Linked DNA regions of Mus musculus: region 2 is linked to region 1. The links are chromatin contacts, called in public promoter capture Hi-C maps. All regions are on one chromosome and are shown on one strand. Each heading gives the region's core, a stretch centred on a gene start, on an enhancer-like site or on the middle of the called end of the contact. The rest is flanking DNA. Distances are from core to core; before and after follow the strand shown.

Region 1 (5,488 bases), core at 2,468-4,967:
CTTCCCAGAGGCCCCCAGTCTACAACTTTTAGACTTCACTACCCTGTCCAGTAGTGGTGGCACACACCTTTAATGGTAGCACTCTGGAGGCAGAGGCAGGTGGATCTATCTCTGAATTTGAGGCCAGCCTGGTCTACAGAGGGAGTTCCAGGACAGCCAGAGCTGCACAAAAAGAAAGAAAGAAACAAGCAAGCAAAAAGCTCTGTCTCAAACAAAACAAAGTAATAATAACAATAATAATAATAATAAGAACCTCCCCTTCACTAGCTGTTGCCTATAACTCTTACCCTATAGGACAGAATGAGACGCCAAACCACTTGCTTTTGTTGATGGCCACATTCGGGATCCCCACACCAGGAATACGGCATGGGTGGCCAGACATCCTGATCCCAGCACTAAGACACCCAGACCCTTGGGTTCTGTCTCCTATGATATCCCTTTTGCCATATCAAGACTTCCCACACCTAGAGGGGGAATTTAGAATCTCCTTTCTGCTTTCCCTAAAAACTCATATCATATGGGAGCCCTTTTCCAGTCGGTGCCCCCCCTCCACTCCCCACCCCTGCCTTCCTTGCTCTCTCTGCCTGGCCATCTCCTTATCCTGAGTTTCCCATAAACTCTGCCGCCCCCAGTCTTCCCTATTAGGCCTGCCAAGACACAGGGCTATTTTTACCCTATTCTTTTCTCAGACCGTGGACCTCTGCAGACCCGGGAGGAGAGCAGGCCGCTTTCCTCCAACATGGGAGGTTCCACCCCCTCACCCCACCTGGAACATCCTTGGGGCAGCTCAGGGAAGTTTTGCAACTCTGAGCCCCATCCCATGTCCTGGAAGCTGGGTCCTTACCTCTGAGCTTGTCCCTGTCACTTAAGTGACAGAGACACTTCTTTCTTTTGAGATTTATTTATTTTTTAAATTTTGCGTATGGGTGTTTTGCCTGTATTCATGTCTGTGCAGCACCCTTGCTGAGGCAGAAGAGGGTGTTGAAACCCCTAGAACTGGAGTTAGATTGTTGTTAGCCATCATGGGGGTGACTGGTTCTCTGGAAGGGCACCCAGTGCTGTTTATGACTGAGCCATCTCTCCACCCCCAGTCCCAAGCCACTCTCCCTTAATTCTTCCCTCCTCACTCACTGGCTTGGTGTTTCAGATACAGTCAAAGCCATCTAGTGCATGCCCCACCCCACCACACTAGTCAGATAGTGATGACTGTCCGATGCTGGAGCTGGAACAGATCAGAGAGGAGGATGACCCCATCAGAGAAGTCGTCCACCCACTCAACACTTGTCCTTTCTCTCAGAATCACCCTCCTCAGCCTGGGGAGGTTTACCTCCAGGTTGAGAATGTCCCCAGACTGCACAACCTGGTCCATTTAATGAGAAAGTCACCTGTCCAAGTTCTTTGTGACAAGCACAGAAGGAGCGAGCTAGCTTACTTCTCTTTCCCTAAACATCACCTGTGTGGCAAGGGCCGCACCGGTCTCAAAAACAACCCACAGGACCCACACCTCCTGCTTCCAAGCATTAGACTGAGTGGAAATGGCTTTCTAAGTCAACACTCTTCTCCTACCCAGTGGGTGCTATAAATGGGAGACGCAAAGCTTTTTTTGTTTGTTTTAGACTGGGTTGTGTTATATGTCCCAGGTTGCTTTGGCCTCTGAAATGATTGGGGCCCCGGGTAAACACCAGCCGGGCAAAGCTTTTTGCAGGCCCCTTGAGAGAGTACCCCAGCAGTATGTAGAGGCAGGAGCTGGGAGCAGGCCTGCTCTGCCTCTGGCCTACCACCAAGGATTCCAAGAATATGGTCTGCTCCATTCTTCCCCAGACACTGTCCCATCTGCATCGCTCATGGTTACTCTTAGGGAAACTAAGCGAAGGTCCTCATCTCACATCACATGGTTACTCTGGGGCATCTTAATCAAGAAAGTCTCTGAGCTTGGTGATCACAGCCCCTTTACAAAGATCTTTGAAGGTAGAGCACGTTTCCATTCCCTTCAGGAGCATAAACTAACCCTACAACCATCACTCCTATTAGGAGTAGAAGCATCAACTAGGCCCAAGCAGGAGGACGCAGAGCTCAGCACATTCCCTCCCAGGGAAAGAGCACTAAGTCCACACTCAGCTCAGCCTTACTCTCAAGGGGGTCAGGGATGGGGAGCGCAGGGACAAATCTGCACTGCACTGACTCTCAGATGCTTTAGGGGTTAAGATATCACAGTTATATCCAGGCTGGAGGAACCCAGAAAGGTGCAAAGAATGCAACGGGTGGAGCCCGTGGAGTGCGGCAGCCTCCACCCACCAGCACCTTCACAGCTCGGGACATGGCCCCCGCAATCATGCGGGGGTGGGGTGATTCACTGCGCCCAGACCGCCACCTCCACCCGCCCCACTTACACTCCTAACGCCCACCCTACCTGCCCCACCCGCTCCCAGCAGGCGCCAAGGGCGCCCGCGCACTGCAAGACCCTTGGGAACTGAAAGTGCCTGGAGGCCAGGGGCAGATCGCGGCCTAGGGACATGCGTGGGTAGCCGAGGTTGGTGCGGGGGCGCGGGGATAGGGTGTGGGGGGCTGACGATCGTGTCCCTTGCATGGCGCCCCCGCCACTGCGTGCCTGAGCCCTGAATCACCCGCTATATCGGGCCCGCAGCGCCGGAGGCCCCAGGTCCCGGGCCCCACCTTTAGTGTCTGCTTACAGAGGGGCATACAGAGACCACCAGAGACCTCGGGCATTCCCTCCCTTTTCCCTCTCTCCGCCCCACCAAAAAAAAAACTTCCTCCAAGTGGAAAGGCGTTTGACAGAGACAAGCTGGGAGCATTCAGCGTTCCCAAGTCTAGCCCGCTAACTTTTCCGATAGGAGTTAGAGACCGTGGGGAGGAGCCTGGAGAGGAAGGCGCAGGGTGCGCCCCTCTGTGAGCCCCAAGAGTTTGCCACTCCCTAAACCCCACTCCAACTGGGTTCACAGGAAGGGGGGAGGAGCTCCTGACCGCTCTCACCAGGCCGGGCTGGCGGAGAGACGAGCCTCGGCCGGGTGTCCCCACCCGGATCCCAGGCCGGGACCCCAGCTCTGGGCGCGGTCCGCCCCGCGGGCTCACCTGGTAGATCATGACTTTGAAGTTGCGGCGCCTCAGCAGCTCCGCCTCGTTGACCTCCAGTTTCTTTATCTGGCCGGCCTGGCGCTCCAGGCTGCCGCGCACGGTCTTCACGTTGACGCTGACCTTGCGCACCTTCTCCAGCAACTTGCTCACGGTGTTGCTCGTGGTGGCGTGCGCCTTGCCCAGCTTGCTCAGCTCTCCCTGGATGCTCTGCACAGCGCCCTCCATCTCCGCCTGTCGCTCCTCCAGCTGGGCTTGGGTCAGCTGGATCTGGTCAACGGCGCCGATGATTTTATCCAGAAGGCTCAGCACCAGCACACCGTTCACCTGGTCCGACTTGATCAGCTCGTCGGAGCCGGTCCCCGACGGCTCCTCCGTGGCCCGCGCCTCCCCTTGGGTGGGCTCCGGGCCCTCTGAGGAAGCATCGGGAAATCCGGAATACGGCCGCTCAACGATATGGAGCGTGACATCCTCCATGGCTTCCCGGAGCCGTGCGGGGCCGACCGGGTGGAACTGGAGCGGGAGACCGGGAGAGAAGGAGGAGCGAGAGACTGGACAGCGAGCAGGAGCCCAGAGCGGAGGAAACTCGAGCCACGTCCGTGCGCACCGGGACTCTAGCCAGAACTGTGGGGCGGGGAATCTGCGAGTTGCCCGGCTCCTAGACCAAACCCGGAGTCCCGTCGGCCATTGGCTGGCCCCACCCCAGAAAGGGAGGAACCGGGGCAGGAGGGGAGACCAACCCCGGAGGGGCAGCAGAGGGGAACCCAAGAGCTGGGCGCCCCACCCTGTTCAGGATGGTTGGAATAGTTGGAGCGGGAGTCTAGGGCCCCCCTTGGCAGTGGAGGCTGCGGCAGCGGGACTGGGGCAGAGGAATGTGAGCTGCGGAAAGGAATTAGGTCTTCGGAGTGTGCTCTACTCTTTCTCTTTCCTCACCCACAAACCCACTCCAGCCTTTTAAGATCAAGCTGAGGTCCAAATGGCGCGTGAATTGGGTGTAAACGAGTAGTTTGTGTCTATGCCTCATGTCCTTGGAGGATCCTTGCCCTATACAATCTTTTTCAAAGATTTGGGGGTCTGCCCCCATCGTCTATCTATACACTGAGTTACCACTGTCCCCCAAATCTTGTGGGGTTGTTAGTGAGAGAGAGGGAAGAGATGAAATGACAGAAAGGGTGACGGCCTAGAAAGGGCCTCTAGGTTTCTCTTAGAATTGTAAGGACAGGGCATGATTAAGGCGAGAAGTAAATTATAAAGTAAAAGCTTTTGGTCACTTCTCCCAGGGCCCCCTCCAGCAGATATCTAGCTAATTCTAAGAATGTGAGCGTCGGACTCGTTCTTCCCTTGGGTTCTCGGATATTAGGTGAGCATTCAGGGAGATCACGGAACCCCATCTCTTTACCTAGCAGAGAAAAGAAGGCCAAGAGGAGGCAGGTGGCTCTCCAGGGTTCACTCCAGGTTACTGTTGCCATCTGTTCTTAGCTCCAGGTCTCTGAACTCCACCGGTACTCAGTACCTTTCCCTGGGGCAGGAATTGGGGCAACTATAGCGGTACTACCGAATGGGGAAGCGAACAGTTTTCTTCATGGTGCTGAACACCAAGGAGCTGGCAGTTCTGAGCAGGCGCAGAAAAGTCCTTAGCACAGACGTCTAGAGACACAGGCTGCCCTGTGTCTCTAGACACAGGCCCTCAGCAATCCCTGGAGCCACCCCAATTCCCTTTCCCACAGAGATACTGAAAACCTTTTCCCTGATTAGGAAACCAGGCTTGGGGTTCCCCGCCTGGATGGGTTCTCGGCAAAAGGTCACTTCTAGTCTGGTGCCCACCCTCCTTAAGTTAAACGCTGCTCTGTGGAGACTCGAGGGTCGTCGATCTAATCAATCAATTCACCAACGTGTGGAGCAGATTGCCATATAGGGTATAGAACTTTAGGGACCTCTGAATAAAACAGCAATCCCCCAACACACCAATTGGTTTTCTCACTTGAGGTTAAAGAAGAGAGACCCTCAGGCGAGAGTGGCGACGCACGCCTTTAGTCCCAGCCATTGGGAAGCAGAGGCAGGCAGATCTCTGAGTTCGAGGCCAGCCTAGTCTACATAGTGAGATTCAGGATAGCCAGGACTACACAGAGAAACCCTGTCTTGAAAGACAAAACAAAAAAAAAGAGTGAACTTCTGCATACAATTGAATATTTGCCAGGTGTGATGGGATACCTTTGATCAAAGCACTTGGAAGGCAGACAGGCAGATGTCTATGAGTTCGACAGCATCTTGGTCTACATAGCTAGTTCTGGGCCAGCCAGAGCTATACACTGATACCCTGTCTCAAAAACAAAACAAATGGGGAAACAAACAAACAAAATAAACTACATGTTTTATAACCATCACAATGGGCAGATTA
Region 2 (5,417 bases), core at 1,567-4,066, 350 kb after region 1:
GGAGGAACTATAGGGAAAGTGTTAGGTGTCTTTTAGGAACAGGGGGAGTGGAGGTGGAAGGGACATCTCTTGTCACAAGGCTAGTGTCTCGTTTCTGTGGGACTTTGGGTCCTCCTTGCCTGCCCAGGTGATGCCTTAGGGCTTCCCACCTACATCCATCCCGCTCTGAGCCTGACTGTGGCGAGGGGTCCCCTAGACCTTCACCTGCATCCCTGCAGCTTCTTTGGATGTTTTTATAACTGGGGTTTTCACATACACATGTGTACACATGTAAACACGCATAGGGACATGCATACATGCTTCCTGCTCCATTATAGAACATACCTTCCTTCCTGCACCACCACTCCCTCAAGCCCTTCACATACAAACATCTCAGCAGGTGATAGTTGTCTTAGTCATCCACCCAGGCAAAAGTCCCAGGCCCACCCTCTTCTGATAATGTAGCAGTTGGTGCCAGGGTAAGCTGAAGGAGAACCGAGAGCCGAGCAGCAGAGGGCTCATGAAGGCCTTCCCTCTGTGGCTCAGGTTCTTTTTGGTGTTATGCAAAAGCTGGTCCTCTGGCCCGCACTTGTCTTCTCCTAGGCCAGCATGTGCGCTGGCTGGGGAGCGGCCGGCTGTGAGGTGCAGAGGCTGCTGCTCCTCGCTGTGCTTTCCCTTTGGGAAATGTTTCTCGTATTTATAGTATTGTGCTTCCAGGGAAAGCAGTAATTCATGTGTATACGTGTGTGTGTGTGCACATACACACGTGCACATGTGTGTGTGTGTTCGTGTGTGTGTGTTAATATGCTGCGAAGGTCAAACCCATAGAAGAGTTGCCTCCTCTCTTGAATCTTCCAGAGGTACCACTTGTTAAAGCGTTTGTATTAATCGCACTAGCCCCCAGCTTTTTAAGTGAGAGTTGGTCTCTGCAATTAGCCTGCCAGTGACTGACTCTCAGTGTCTATTTGACTTTTATTCCTCTCCGTCTTCCAATCCCAAATCATATTTCCACCTGGGATGCATCACTTTCACTCCCAGCATTCTGTAGGAAAGGAGGCGGGATGCGGGATGCTCTCTTCCCAAGAATAGTGCTCAGTAACAAACCAATCGCATTTTCGTTGGGCAGTGCACCTATCCACCCTCAGATCCCTTCCAGCTGAGCCCCTCCCCTCCCCCCACCATGTGTTTCTTGGTTTTCCTTTTGTTTGATTGTCCCTCTGCCCCTCCTTCCTTGGATTGTAATGTAAAATTCTTTTACCATGTCAAGAAATTATTAAAAATACAGGTACTTTGACCTCTTTCTAAAGCTGCAGACCCTGGTGCTGTACTCTGGTGACTGAGGGACATAAGGGTCACACATGAGCATTCAGACACCCATCTTCACAGACACTCTGGCTAGCCTGTCGTGTGTGAACTTACTAGTTGAACCTTCATTCCTCTTCACAGTGCAAGAACTAATGGGAGGTGGTTCCTGCTGTGTGTTGACGCTCAATTGTGTGAAAGCTGCCTGTCTTCACCAGATTCCAGGTCCTTCCTGGTGATACCCTGAGCTGCCAGCAGAGGCTGCTGTGGTTATGTGTGGGACCAGCAGCTCGGGCTGACCCTGTCGATCCAGTCCTTTTCCTCCATACCAGCTTGCCTCTACATACATACATACATTCATACATACATACTTACTTCATACATACTTTTTTGAGGGAACTCCTGGTATTGGTTTATACTGACCCACAGTGCTCATAAGAGGCTTACATCCCTCTAAAATAACATGTCCTCACTTCCCTCCTGACAGTGAGACTCTTCATTGTCTATAGAGGTTTAAGGTCCCAGTAGGGGAGGGGCATCTACTCTATTCTATCCCAGAGTTTAGAGCCACTAGCTACCTGCTCTGCCTGCCTGCCTCCCTCCCTCCCTCCAGGGTTACTAAGCACTTGCTGTGTAAGGCTACATTTTAATCAAAAGCACTCCACAGAATACTTTTATGCTTTTTATATATTTATTCGGTTTTTTTGTTTGTTTTTTAAAGACCCTTCTCTGTGTAGCCTTGGCTGTCCTAGGACCGCTCTAAAGACCAGGCTGGCCTCAAACTCAACAGATCGGCTTGTCTCCTGAGTGCTGGGATTGAAGGCATATAGTACCTCTCCCTGGCTATGCTTTTTATTTTTTAAGGCAGGGTATCACCTAGGTTGACCTATAATTCACTCATGTAGCTTAGTTGAACTCTCAGCACTCCTCTTGAGTGTTGGTATTATCAGTATAAATGACCATGCCTCATGCGCCTTCATAGGGAAGAAATTCAGGATATGTAGCCCCTTTAAGGCTACATAACTTGGACTGGATCATTGTATAGACCTAAACACAGCTCAACCTCAACCAGTCGTCTCTCTGACTGGATAGAGTAAGGCCTGGGTCTCCCAAGTCAGGCACTCATTAGGTCCCAGGTAGAGCTGACTGCTCATTGCTGAGTTGGGCGGTGGGTCTGGGAACTGGGAATGTAATTCTGCTAAGAGGTGTTTTGTTAGTACTTGTGTGTTAGACAGGGAAAGGAAGGAGTGTGTATCGAAACTGCCTTCTCAGGTAGTTCAGCTCCATTACCCACCCCATCCCTCTCACCTGTTCTAAATGATGACACGTAGTAGTTAGTGACCATTGGCAGTCAAAGTTTAGGGACAGGAGCAAGCTATGTAATGTCTTGAGCCAGAGCACAAGACAGAAAATTGGAACAGAACTACATAAAGCACGATCAGAGATTTCCTGTCCAGCCCACAGGGTGGAGTTTAGTCCATTCCTCTCCATCATCCTGAATATAAGCCTGCCACAATGTCAGACACCGATGAGCTCTCAGGACGGGGGGAGCTTCAGTGCCAGCCATGAATCTCAAGGTGCTGCTGCTGCTTCTGGGGCTGTCTTTCCTCACTGTCTTTGCTCTGGTCTATGTCCTGCTGACCAGGCAAGGCAGTTTCAGCCAGTCTCCTCGATGCCCTTCCATACCTCCCAGAATTCATCCCTGGACACACCCTAGCCAGAGCCAGCTGTTTGCAGACCTGACCCCAGAGGAGCTGACAGCTGTGATGAGCTTCCTGACCAAGCACCTGGGGCCGGGGCTGGTGGATGCAGCCCAGGCTCGACCCTCGGACAACTGTGTCTTCTCAGTAGAGTTGCAGCTGCCTGCCAAGGCTGCAGCCCTGGCCCACCTGGACAGAGGGGGGCCCCCACCTGTGCGAGAGGCACTAGCCATCATCTTCTTTGGTGGACAACCCAAGCCCAACGTGAGTGAGCTGGTGGTGGGGCCCCTGCCTCACCCCTCCTACATGCGGGATGTGACTGTGGAGCGCCACGGCGGCCCCCTGCCCTATTATCGGCGCCCCATGCAGAAAACTGAGTTTGTTCAGATATGGAGGCATTTGAAAGAAGTGGAGCTACCAAAGGCACCCACCTTTCTGGCTTCTGTCTTGAACTACAATGGCTCCACCTTGGCACCTTTGCATTCTACTGCTAGTGGTTTCCATGCAGGCGATCGAGCTACCTGGATAGCCCTCTACCATAACATCTCAGGTCTTGGAGTGTTCCTTCACCCTGTGGGGCTGGAGCTACTGTTGGACCACGGGGCCCTGGACCCTGCCGACTGGGTAGTCCAACAGGTCTTCTACCTTGGGCATTACTATGCAGACTTGGCCCAGTTGGAATGGGAGTTTAAAGTTGGCCGCCTAGAAGTGATTCGGGTCCCTCTACCCACACCAGGTGGAGCTTCCTCCTTGAGGCCTAGAGTCACTCCAGACCCTCCTCTTCCCCCTCTTCAGTTCTCACTTCAGGGTCCCCAGTATAACATACAGGGAAACTCAGTGACATCTCCCCTCTGGACATTTACCTTTGGTCATGGGGTGTTCAGTGGCTTAAGAATTTTTGATATTCGGTTCAAGGGTGAGCGTGTGGCTTATGAAGTCAGTGTCCAGGAGTGTCTGACAGTTTATGGTGCTGATTCCCCCAAAACAATGACGATCCGGTACTTGGACAGCAGCTATGGGCTTGGTCTCAACAGCCGAGCTTTGGTTCGGGGGGTGGATTGCCCCTATCAAGCCACAATGGTGGACATCCATGTACTGGTGGGCACGGGGTCAGTCCAGCTGCTTCCAGGGGCTGTGTGTGTATTTGAGGAGGCCCAGGGACTGCCCCTTCGAAGGCATCATAATGGCATCGGGGGTCATTTCTATGGTGGTTTGGCCAGCTCAAGCCTTGTGGTCAGGTCGGTGTCATCAGTGGGCAACTATGATTACATCTGGGACTTTATGCTACACCCAACCGGGGCCCTTGAAGCTCGTGTCCATGCCACGGGCTATATCAACACAGCCTTCATGAGTGGAGGAGCTGAAAGTCTCCTCTTTGGGAACCGTGTGGGAGAAAGAGTGCTGGGAGCGGTGCATACACACGCTTTCCACTTCAAACTGGACCTTGATGTAGCAGGTGAGTTCTTAGCCTGAGCCTTGAAGGCTGGGAATGGGGCACAGGGCAGGAAGTCCCCAAATCAAGGAGTGAGCTCAGAAAGGTTCAGGGGGCATTCTAACCCCTCTGGGTATGGGAAGGGAGAAAGGATTGAGTGCAGCTGCACTCACAACTGGGTGTCTGGCCAAAGGGGAAAGGGGTTCTGCTAATTCCTACCCGCTGAGCCCCTCCCCCCCAGATTTGCAGTTGTAAAGCTAGTTTAGTTTAAGTATAATGACTGGGCCTGGCTGCTTTAGCCTTGAGAGGGACTCTGGGGAATGGACCCTGAGGGAACTGAATGGAGCTCCCCCCCCCGCCCGCCCCCCCCTAGATCTCCATTTTACACTTGGGGAAACTGAGGAAGGCAGGGGAGATGGGGTAGGAAGTCTTGGCATGTGCACATTGCACACTATACTTGTGCTTGCTTGCTTGGTTTCTTTTTTTTTTTTGGTGAGGGTAGAGGAGGTCAGGAAAAATAAGACTAACATAGTGGCAATAGATTCTAGTCTGACCTGTGTACTGTGAATCTCCAATTGGAAAATTCTTTTCAACAGCTCTGGTCATTAGAGAGCCAGCTACCAGTTACTAGGTTTATAGTGTGAGCATCATGGTCACATTTAAGGGAACCAAATGTCTGAAGCCTCAAGAATGTGATGAACTGTGTTGGATGATGTAGGGTTTGGATGCAGTGGGATTTAAGAAGCTCCTGGGTGATGGAAAGCTATGAATCATACTTTTGAAAGAGGCTGTCACTAGTGTCCCCTGTGCTGAGGGCTGGAGTCCTAGAACTGGGAGGAGCCTACAGGGACTGTGGGAGGGGCTTGAGTTTTCCAGGTCAGTTCAAGACAAATCTCTCATAGTCGGTAGTGTTTCCGTCAGCATGTGTGCTCTTCCGTGTATTGAGCAGAGCCATAAAACAACATTAGTTATATTTGCTGTAGACATTTAGAGAGTGGGAATCA

The links. Promoter capture Hi-C pulls out the DNA fragments that hold promoters and counts their contacts.
Region 2: a promoter capture Hi-C map of liver shows a contact between it and region 1, with 2.2 times the contacts expected there. The contact joins the promoter of Aoc2 here to the promoter of Cavin1 in region 1. A contact is called at or near these places in 4 of 39 promoter capture datasets (hematopoietic stem and progenitor cells, hippocampal neurons, liver and 1 more) and 2 of 115 datasets of contacts at active chromatin or transcription factors (bone marrow-derived macrophages and embryonic stem cells).

Annotation. Positions count from the first base shown.
Region 1 is chr11:100,966,900-100,972,387 of GRCm38.p6, forward strand. Cavin1 (caveolae associated 1) reads right to left here and starts at 3,718. Exons shown (of 2, transcript NM_008986.2): 1 at 3,091-3,718. The coding sequence starts at 3,567.
Region 2 is chr11:101,322,247-101,327,663 of GRCm38.p6, forward strand. Aoc2 (amine oxidase, copper containing 2 (retina-specific)) reads left to right here and starts at 2,817. Exons shown (of 4, transcript NM_178932.1): 1 at 2,817-4,437. The coding sequence starts at 2,847. It overlaps Psme3 (proteaseome (prosome, macropain) activator subunit 3 (PA28 gamma, Ki)), which reads left to right. Exons shown (of 11, transcript NM_011192.4): 11 at 1-1,291.